Regions from separate parts of the Gossypium hirsutum genome. Here region 2 is linked to region 1. The links are chromatin contacts, called in public Hi-C maps. All regions are on one chromosome and are shown on one strand. The core of a region is the stretch at or near the end of the contact, and the rest is flanking DNA. Distances in the headings are between cores, read along the strand shown.

The links. A called contact is a pair of places that touch in the nucleus more often than the background predicts.
Region 2: a Hi-C map of leaf shows a contact between it and region 1, with 2.3 times the contacts expected there. The contact joins the promoter of LOC107896673 here to the promoter of LOC107896707 in region 1. A contact is called at or near these places in 7 of 34 Hi-C or Micro-C datasets (anther, callus, hypocotyl and 2 more).

What each region holds. Positions count from the first base shown.
Region 1 is chrA10:95,159,082-95,164,914 of Gossypium_hirsutum_v2.1, reverse strand. LOC107896707 (protein SRG1) reads right to left here and starts at 2,160. Exons shown (of 4, transcript XM_016821947.2): 1 at 1,727-2,160; 2 at 1,411-1,658; 3 at 1,016-1,343; 4 at 490-932. The coding sequence starts at 1,972. The coding sequence ends at 672.
Region 2 is chrA10:95,946,365-95,952,197 of Gossypium_hirsutum_v2.1, reverse strand. It overlaps LOC107896673 (probable protein phosphatase 2C 40), which reads left to right and starts at 3,539. Exons shown (of 4, transcript XM_016821901.2): 1 at 3,539-3,818; 2 at 4,545-5,735. The coding sequence starts at 4,551.

The DNA.
Region 1 (5,833 bases), core at 911-3,410:
GCACATTAAAATACATGCATATAAAAATCATTGAGCGTGGGCTCTCCTGTCTTTGCCACTAAGCAAAAAAGGGGTTCTCTTTTCCCTTGAACAATGGAACACCCATGGTATTTTGTCAGATTTCCTGTTTGATTCCTTCACTAATATGATTGCCATGTTTCTTTGCTTATTATGAATGTGATGAGAGAAACAGTAAAAAGTGGCATCTTTTTCCTGCTTTACTTATTAGGGCTAATCCGTAATTTTGACCCCAAACTATACACATTTTATTTTGTACTTAAACTTGTATTTCCTTAGCGGATTATTCTAATGGGCTTACACAATTAGATGTGACATGATTGATGAATACTGAGCTTAATACATTTGATTTACTTGTTTGATGACAATAAAGTTCGGGTATTTCTTTCCTTAGATACCAGGTCATTATTATTTTATCAATCAGCTTGCAGGTACTAATTTGAAAATGTTGTTTAGAGACAAAGCACACAATTTGACAAGAAAGCTTTACTAAACAAAGGTCCCACCAAGCTTCCATAAGCTGATATGCATTTGGGAAAACTTTGTTACAGAAGAAACAGCGCAGTCCACCATGACAGAAGCTCATTTCTTACAGTTAAATAGTACAAGAATAGTGATCTAGTGGGGGGGGGGAGACCAAAGTGGAATCCTTGTTAATTCGAGGTCTTGGATTGGATCTTTGCGAAATCCAGGGTTCTTTTGCCTTGCAACTTGTTGGTTACGTAATGTTTACTGTACTCTCCATGATTGTAACTTCTGTATCTGCATGGATTCTTCTCATCCACCAGTTCTGCCATTGGACCAAGTTCTATTTCATAGCTTGGAGCATAGAAAGTGACGATTGAAAGGCGGTCTCTCTCTTTGTGAGTTACTGCTCTATGCTCCACACTCTTGTATTTTCCATTTGTAAGTACCTGTACAACAAGAAATTTCAGAACTGATATTGGAACATTGTTATTAACAGAGTGTTTATCCATAATGGTTCCGGGTTTCTTACTTCTAGAGTGTCACCGATGTTGATGACGAGTGCATTTGGAATAGGCTTAACAGGCACCCACGTTTGGCCCTTAAGGATTTGAAGACCAACTGAGCTATCTTTTCCCTGCTGCAACACTGTAAGGGCACTTCCATCTGAATGTGGACTAAGGCCTAAAACAAGGTCAGGTCTTGAACATGGAGGATAATAATTCATCCTTACTGCTTGCACAGCCACTCCGAACATTTCTTCAAAAACATCCCCTTTTAGTCCAAGGCTCACTGCTATATACTTCAGAAGTGTCTTGCAAAGTTTCCTCACTTCTCTTGAATAAATTTCTAAAGCTTCTCTGAAAAACAAAAAGAGAGTTACATCTGTATACTTCAAGGTTCATATTTAGTGTTATTTGTGATTACCTGAAGTTAACTGGTTTTGATGGCCAGAGTTTTGGGTTCCTTATACAAGGTGGCTCAACACCAAGAGCAAACATATTGCACCAATCCAACTTTTGGTTCTCTGAGAACACAAAAGCTTGACCATAGCCCTGAACTGTCCCTGGAGCCATTGGATACTTTTGTTTCTCCTGTAAAGGTAACATGAAGAAATCCTCGGCTACTTTTTCGATGTCTTCAACAACATTCAGATCAATCCCATGGTTCAGTACCTGAAATGCAATCAGTCATTAGCTTCCATACTTAAAACAAAATAAAGACAATCTGACTGTTTCAGTACCTGGAAAAATCCCCATTCTTCACAGGCAGTTTTGAGCTGCATAACTTCATCTTTGTCTGTTTTCATGAGCTTAGAAAGATCAATGATGGGAATGTCAAGAGATGATGATAGATTTGGAACAACTTTTGGCCTATCAGCCATGTCTCTGATAAATCTTTCAGGAACCGTGGCTGGTTTAGCTTTTCTTAGTTCTTGGACATCATCAATATGTCCAACTTTAATTGGTAAACTAGGCACTGGAGCCATGTTATAGAATTGAAAGACTGGTAAATATGTAACCAGGTTTACTTGGAAGTTCTCTCAGATGGAGCCTGTATTTATAGACGGAGAAAATCTGTAGTTTTGTACATTATTGTAGTGTTAATGTGAGTTGAGGGGCTAACAGTTGTGTGATGTCACTTTTGTTTTGTAGCCCTACGAACGAACTTGGTTACGCCCCCAGGTTGATGAACTTACAGATGGAGTAAATCAGCAGTTGTGCACATTGTATTGTTGCAGTGTTAATATGATTTGTGGAGCTAATAGTAGGCTGATTTTGTATTTTATTATAAAAATAATATATTTTTAAAAATTATGATTTTTTTCAGAAAAATATCTTATCACCATGGGTTCAATGTTACATGTTAATTCGGTTTAATATTTTTTTTTTTAAATTTAAAGTGTGACACATTATTACATGCATAATAAATAGGCTATATGATATAGTGGGATTACTTTTTTTAGAAAGAAAATCTACCAAATATTTTTGAATAATTTAAATATCATCATACATTGTTAAATAAATTTATACAGTAATCATGATTTTGTAAGTGAAATGTTGAACTCTTCGTACTAATAAATAATTGAAAGAAGTGAAAATGAATTTTTTCTCTCAACATTTGAACTAAATTCAAATATTAAATTCCTCATTATTGATCAAGCTTTATCTGAATATCACATTTGTAATTATACCAAACAAAAAATATTAGATTTTTCATTGCAATAATCATTGGAACTCCGGTACAGTTGGCTTAGATTTCACCTTGGGTATATGAACCCACCTGGGTAAGCCCAAGGTTCAAAAGTTAGATATTGAAAATCTCAGTTACAAAACCCAAGTCTCCATCAATGCAAACGAAGCTTCAAATTTTCTTCGGATAAGATTGAGACCGACTCTTCTTATCTAAAAAAACTCAAACTCGAGCCACCACATGAACCATCAATGGTCCCTATCTTTACTTCATTTTCATTTTAAAATGTGGTCCTTACTTTCCCATTTTGTTAACAGTTCACCGTCTGTATTTTCTTTAAGAAAAGAAAAAAACAGGCGTGAATTGCAACAGTTTGATGTGAGAACTCGACACACCATTGGGTAGTCTAAATGGTCACTCTTGAATTGGCCTTTCCCAATCAAGTGACCTGCTTAAATGCTTTCATGTCTTTACATACATACATAGCATAACATGCATGCATGCGTGTTTCTGTGAATTTGTTTGATTGTAAGTTTGCATCAGATGATGAGTGAATGAAATGGAACATGTGAAGAAAAGGAAAAGAGTTAAAAAAAAAAGGGAATGGAATCTAGTAGTGGGTAAATGGTACACTAAAATTGTGTATCATTGCAGTTTTTTTTTCAGACTTAGTGAGTGGCAGTAGTACCCGTAGGGGCCATCTTCATTTTGTGGTGAAGTTAACATGTCCCCTTTTCTGCAGACCAAATCTAGTGATATTTTTGTCAATTTGCCTTTGTTTATCCCCTCTTTTTTTAGTTTTTTATTTTGGTATCTTTTGATCATCCTAACTTAACCTTTTAGGCACTAATACATTAGTTTTTAGTATAATTTTTTTGTAACATTTTTTAACTCTACGTTATTCGGATTTAAGTCTCAGTGTCTAAATTTATAGAGGACATTCATATTCGAATATGTGCCCAACATGAATATTTCAAAAACAACGATTTAACTTACACTTGTTATTGAAACTTCCTGCATGTTGTTGATCCACATTAACTAGGCTACCAAGTAGCAACTAGAACTTTGCAACAGGGGTTTGAATGTATCAGTGGCTTTTTATTTATCTTCTTGACTCCATTAAGAACTTGAGAAATTCTAAATCGATTGTAAAGTTCAATTAAACTTATACATGACAAGACTTTGAGTAAATGCACCATGGAGTTATTTGTACTAGAAATCGATTTGCATTTTGTTGTCTTCACTCAAAAAATGGACAAATTAGTTTTTATTAAAAATTAGCCTTTACAAGTTGTCATGTTATTTTATCAGTAAGACTAGTTTTTAACAAAAAAATTGAGAACTTTTTTATTAGAAAATATCAATTAATTCTTTAATCTAACGAATATAAATTAATTTACTCATTTTTTAAATAAAAAAATTTAATTTAACTTTTTAATATAGAAGTCTTAGTATTAAGACTTCAAATTTTAAAGTAACTAAATTGAACTCGTATAAGATAAATAAGGTAGTGGAGCCCACAAACTGAGTCTCTTATCCACAAATTCAAGCATTAGAATTGAGAAACTTTGAAAAAGTAGAGAAATCTCTTTTTGAGAAGAGGTGAAAGTGGAGGTAGACTAGGGTTTATCAAAATCTAAAGGTGGATCCTATGCCCATAAGTAGTACTTATAAAAGGTACTAAATTCAGCGCCAATGAACTAAAAGAAAAAAAAAAGCCTTTTTCCAAACAAGATTTATTGTTCCTCCTTTTTCTTCTTTAGTGCAAATTACTCTCCTTTTTCCCTTTAGTAAAAAAATTAAAATTGCAATTTTAAAATATGATGAACAACTGAATTCAAATTTAAACATGTTAAATATGATGGAGTTTATAAATTAAATTTTTTAAAAATTTTGAAAAAAATGAATAGTGGATTAATAAATCATTTATATTATTTTAATGGGAATTTAGAGCACCAAGGAAGCCCATGATTATATCTAGCAAATTAGGGTGGGCCAAATCTTTCTATCTTTTCCTTTGTTTTTTTAAATCCTAATGGTTAGTTTGCTTGCTTTCTTTGTTGGACAAAATTATGATGCTTTTCTTTTTGAAAATTTTGCCTTTCCTCACACTTCCGTCATACATGAAAATTTCTATACAAAGCTTATTGTCCACCTCAAAAGACTGACTTGTCAAATCTTTTAGTAATTTTGAAAAAAATATTTCAAAACTATTTAATTTTTAATAATTTTCCGAAAACATTACAAGATTATAACAAATTCAATAATTTTAATTAGTCAAAATTTCCGAAAACATTACAAGATTATAACAAATTCAATAATTTTAATTAGTCCACACTAGAACTCCTTATCTCATATATATATATATATATATATATATCCATTTCACCAACATGTAAAATTTGCAAATTGGTTGTAAGGGTTTAACTTAATTATCTAAAATGTCATATCATTTACATCCAAATAAGTAGTTTATAGTTAGATAAATCTATCGTGCAGTCTCTTATATGTTAGATTAAAGAGTAATTTTTTTTTTAAATTCATTCATTTTTACTGTTAAAAATTTACCCTTATACGTCGACACGAGGTATACGTGCCAATTTTTAATAGTGTAAATGAATAGAATTTTTAATAGAATAGACCACTTTGCTCTTTAATATAATGTGCAATGATTAATTTTTTCAATTTTTGAATAGAAAAAACAAAATATAAGACTTTCATAATACTTTTTACTTTTATCATCCATATATTTTCATGTTAGTGTTTGATCTTTTAATTCTATATTTGTTTTATTTTTATACTTTTTTTCCTAAATATATTATTTGTATATGAATTTTAATATGTTAATAAACTATATTTTTCTATATAGATTTTGATATACTTTTATATTTACATTACTTTTTTATGTTGTGATAATAGAATGTCAACAAGGGTAATATATCACAAAAAAAATAGAATATACAGATTTTACGTGAAACCCTTTTCACGAAAAAATTATGGGCAGAAGAAAATAAAATTTACTATGTCAAATTTAAATGGTTCAAGAAGAGAAATGTCTATTTATAAGTTTGTAAAACTATATTCTAATTAAAATCAAATAGAAATAATGCAATAAGGTTAAAACACATTATTCTAACCAAGATCAAATAGAGGTAGT
Region 2 (5,833 bases), core at 2,290-4,789, 790 kb before region 1:
CTTTCAAGGAGACCCTGATTTATGACAGAGACAAACTCTCGTTTGAAAATGTGAAGGGTCATTTGTTGAGTAGAGACAAACTTGAAAATGAGTTTGGTTTGGATAGTAAGGCATATAGGCAAGCTTCTATTTTGGTAGTATCAAAGAAACGAGACAAAAGGTGTCGCTACTGTAAAAAGTTAGGTCACGTCAAAGTAGATTGTTATAAACTATGAAATAAAAGAGTTGCTGAGAGTAACGAGAAAGATGTAGCTGGAGCTAATTTGGCCGATGAGAGCGGTGATGATTTCTTGTTAGTGTCAATAAGCGATAACTCCAAGCTTACGTCCGAGTGGATCCTAGATTCGGGATTTTTTTCTACATGTATCTCAATAGAGAATGGTTCTCCACTTACAGTTTGGTTGAAGGTGGAGTTATGCGCACGGGAAATGATTCATCTAGTAAGGTAATTGGTATTGGTACTATTAAAATTTGGATACATGATGGGACACTTAAGACACTCTCAGATGTCAGGTATTTACCTGATTTACAAAAGAATCTCATCTCCACTTGAAAAATGCAGAATCAACATTGAGTCAAGCGACATTAAAGTATCTCGTGGAGCTCTCGTTTTGTTAAAAGGTAAAAGAACCGATAATCTTTATATTTTGGAAAGTTCTACAATAACTGGTGAAATCAGACATCCCTCATCCGTTATGGAGTCGAAGTCAACTCGTTTGGAGCAGGTGCAACTTGGTCATAAGAGGGAAAATGTATGACCATTTCGTTAAAGAGATGTTCTCTTTTGGATACAGGTTTTGAAAAGTTAGGGCATTGTGTTCGTGAAAATCAGACTCGGGTTAGTTTTAATTTGGCAGTGTACAAGTCGAAGGCTAGAAGTCTTCAAGTTTTTAAGCATAGATTCGACTCAGTTAATTCCCTACATGTTCAAGATAGGCCCATGGCGGGCTTTGGCAAATATGACATTGTGGAAATATGAGTCAATGTGGAAATTTGTTGAGTATGACTCCTATTTCAGTCAAATTTGAGAAATAATTTTTCAGTTAAACTCTGTTTATTTATTTCAATCAAACTCTGATTAATCTATAATATTTTATTATTATTTGAATTTAGTCTATAAATAGGCTCTTTTACAACCTTAGAAAATACACCATTAGATATTAGAACTCATAACACATTTAGAGAATTTTGTATTTATGTTTTGAGGGTTCTTTGTTTTCAAGTTTTCGGGGTTTAGTTTTTATCTATATCTTTTGTAGTATTTGTTCTTTTGCCATTATAGTAAAATCATCATTGTCCTTGGTTTTTTATCCTCTTTGGAGGAGTTTTTCTACATTAACTTTGTGTGTTCAATTTTTCAATTTATTCTGTTATTTTTTTACTTGTTGTTTAATTGGGTCGATTCTAACAAATACTATAAAAGATTAATTGTGTCACTTCATTTGTAGGCGTCTCGAACTCAATTGGGATAGCAATGGCGATGTTATTGACGGCATCAATGCTCAAGAGGTGGCAAAATGTCATTGTTCAAAGCTATTAACATGATTCGAGGCAATCTAAGTTTGACATGGGGTATTTCTGCTATCATTAGGATGTTGTTTCGTGGTTCGATTTGCATTAACCATGTGCTTCGTGGATTGGATGGCACAAAAAAAGTTTATGGATCTTGCCTTCCTCTCTAACAATCTCTACTGCAACTTCTACTTGATGAAAGATGTATAGAAAAGTCAAAAGCGCAATATTACGAATTTAGTCCTAGAAAATTCTGCTGCTTTGAGGTTGAAAAAAAACTAAACCAGCCATTTGTACTGTTGTTGAGAACCTCTGAAGATATGATGAATGCTCACCACTCACTTAGTCACCACCACTACCTTTTAATTTTGACTCTGCACTTTACAACCTTTGAATAAATTCTGGCTGCCTTTTTCATCGTTTCTTTTAAAATCCAAAAATTGTCCCAATCTTTAACAAATTGCAACCAATATATCCTATATTGTATAATAATAATAATGCGTGTGCTCCAATCTCTCTCAATGAGACAAAACTCCAGTCGTAAATATAAACAATGGGCTATTTACAATACCTAATTGTCAACTAACTAACAGTATTTCTAACTTTGAAGGATTCGAAAATTAGTATACAATTATTATTTATTTATTTTTAAACAATAAAAAAAATTAAGAAAATAAAACATGTTGTACTATTTCAACCAAGTGTCCTAAATATTTGAACCTATTAACATACAACATGATAATAATCCTTTAAAATTTATTAAAATAAGAGTTAATTTTAAATTATGACTCTCATTCTAAATTATTTTTTAAATTTTAAATTATTCTAATTAAATCCTTAAATTATCGATGTTATATCAATTAGATATTGTTATTATTAAAATCATTAATTTAACTTGTAGATGACATGTTAGATTTTATATTATATGATTTAAAAAAAAAGAAATAATGAATATTGTAAAATAGATATTTTAAAAATCTTAGCTTTTAGCTTTTTGAAACTTTTAAAGAAGCTGTATCATTCACTTTTTTTTTCACTTTTTTTTTCCAATTTCATTTTTTTTAGTTTTTTACTTTTAAAAATTATGTAATGATGTTGTATTTCTTTGAAATTTTCATTTTAAATTTAACTACTTAATATTTGATATGTTATTTAATGGTTAAATTTAATAACGAAAGGACCTAATTCATTAACCTTATAGTTTGGGATGTGATTAAAATATTTTAAAATTAAGGGATCAATTTAGAATGAGAGTCATAGTTTGAGGATGTCTTGTGCAATTAATTTTAAAAATAAATATAATTTTTATAATTTTTAACGGTTGACATTGAAATATAAAGAGTTAAATTACTTTTGGGGAGTTTGAACTTTAGCAACTTTTTCAATATTGGAGTCTAAACTCTTTTTTATCCAAGTTAAGTTCTGAATTTGACAATGTTCTCACCTTGAAGGTTGAACATTTTTTTATTCAAGTTAGGTTTTGAACTTGACAAATATTTTTATATTAGAGCTTGAACTTTTTTTTGTCCAAGCTAGTATTTGAAAACCTTAGAGTTTAGGCTCTAATGTTGAAACAATTGCCAAGTGTAGGCCCTAATGTAAGTTCAATGATTAACTTGGACAAAAAAAAAATTCAAGACCTAGTAGAAACATTTGTTTAGTTCAAGTCTTAATTTAGTAACAATTGCTAACTTCAAAATTTAATTTAGACAAAAAAAATCAATCTCTAATGCAAAAAAACTCACCAAATTTAAACAATTTAACCCAAAATATAAATTTTAAATGAAATTTTTTTAATAGTTTAGCATTACAAAGGTTTAAAATTAGTTTTAAAATGATTTTTGAAAATTACTAATTTGAAAAGAAAAGAGATATACATAGAGAGAGAGAGAGAGTTGAAAAGGGAAGAGTTTGAAAAACGGCACTACCGGTAATAGAGAATCTGACAAAATCAGAGCCAAACAAAAAGTCCCAAAAACGAAAAAAGATAAAAGGAAAATAAGGAAAATGTATATATAAAAACAAGAATTCCTCCAAATATAGCAGAAAGAAAGAAAGAGAAAACCCCTTGTTTCCCAACCATCCAATTTTCGATTGAACCAACGCATTGCACGCTCCTCCTTCTTTCAGATTCATTCTCCACTAAATCTCTCTCTGTTCTCCTCTTTTCTCCTTCTCCTATACCCAAATCTCTTGCCTCTTTGCTTCCCCCAAACTTCACTTACTTTCGCCCCTGCATTCCAATCTAACTCCTTACTTAACCTTCTTTTCTGCCTTCCTTTTACCTTGTTGATCCAAGCACAGTGGTGGGTTTTTCTTTTTTTGATCTCTTTCCTCTTTTCTTTTCTTTTTTTTTTTGTACCTATACCTTAGTTTTTTATCATCATTTCAATACCATGTTGTTGTTTTTTACCCTTTTGTTTAATTCAATGATTTAATATCTTGTTTTGTTGTCTTTAGTGAACTAGTTAAGATTAGAGTTCATTGTTCATACTCTAGTTTGAGTTGCTGTGGATAGACTTCTTGATAATGGAATCCCTTGTTGTTTCGATTTAAGTAGTCTTTTTTTTTATTACTCTTGTTACTGTTTTTTGTTGTTTTAGTGTTGAATAGTACAAAAAATTGTGCATTTTTATATGTTTAACAGCTAATATTAGCATTTGATAATCTTTAGTCTTTTATGAAATTGGGTTTTAATGCTATGGTCATGATTCAGATCCAGTTCGTTGTATTGTGGTTTAAGGATTCGTAATGTCCTGTTTATCACGAGAAGAATTTATAATAGGCTAGTTTATTAGCAACAAGAGGAATGATTAATTCTTGTAATGGAAGTTTTGTGTTCACTTTGGTGACTTAATTTCTGATTCTTATCTTTTGAGAATTACATCAGATTTGATCATATAAAATGTTGGATTGAACTGTTAGAGATGTAATATTGCGCATCTACTTGGTTATTTATATCATGAAATTACAGAATTTTGTATTAATTTCCAGCCCTTATCGTGCTAATAGAATCTTATGCTCTCTTTCAGCCTATAATGCAAGGAGAAAATTTTATTAATTCTGAAAGAGAAATTAAGGTTAGTTTTGGCTATCAGTGCAACAGCCCCAGAGGTATTCCTTGTAGCGCGGCTAATGGGCGTGAAATCTGGTCAGGAAGTGAAATGCCAAGGACCGGCAGTTTTTCTTGCTTGTCCGGTGCTGCCTTAAGTGCCAATGCAACATTGGCCAACACGAATATATGTAATGGTGTGATCGGAGGTGAGATTCTTCCTAGTTTGGATTCCCCTAAATCATTTCGGAGGGTTCCCTCTTCCCCATCTCTTCCAAGGTTGGATATATTATCATCTTCGCTGCAAAGCAGTATCTCAAACTTAAGTTGCAGTTCACCAAGTCCACTTGATTCACCTGAAACTGACTCATTTTTACTGAAACCAATGAGTGCTCCTTCTAGAACTGACAGTTTCCTTAATGCTATGGAAGTACAAATGGCGGGTGGAGCAGCTGGTGAAGACAGGGTTCAAGCTGTCTGTTCTGAAGAGAACGGGTGGCTCTTTTGTGCAATCTATGATGGTTTTAATGGAAGGGATGCTGCTGATTTTCTTGCTGGCACATTATATGAAACTATAATATTTTACTTTACTTTACTAGACAGGGAATCGAAGCAGAACATCCCCACTGCAAATGGATGTTTTGAATATTTTCATGATGATGGTTTGGTTGGTAATAAGGCAAAACCCACTTCTAGGATTGACGGCAAGAATTATGCAAGTGCTGAAAGCTTGATGAAAAAAACTGCGGATCGTAAAGTGGAAGTGTTGTCTGATTCATTTAGGCATGGGGTGCTTGATAGCCTCCAACGTGCTCTAAGTCAAGCCGAGAATGATTTCTTGTACATGGTAGAACAGGAAATGGAGGACCGCCCTGATTTAGTTTCAATAGGATCTTGTGTTTTGGTTGTTTTCCTGCATGGAAATGATATGTATACTCTCAATTTAGGTGATAGTCGAGCTGTATTGGCAACATATGATAATGCCAATGACATGGGTCAGACTGAAAAGTTGAAAGCTATTCAGCTTACCGATAGTCACACTGTTGATAATGAAGTTGAAAGAACTAGACTCTTGCATGAGCATCCTGATGACTCTATGCCCGTAGTTGGTGGAAAAGTGAAAGGAAAATTGAAGGTCGCTCGTGCATTTGGAGTAGGTTACTTGAAAAAGGTCGGTACTCGAATTTCACATTGCAATTTTCTTGTATTTTTTGTTATCTAAATTTTCCCTATTGAGAAGACTCACTGCACCATAGTCGCAAAGTATTA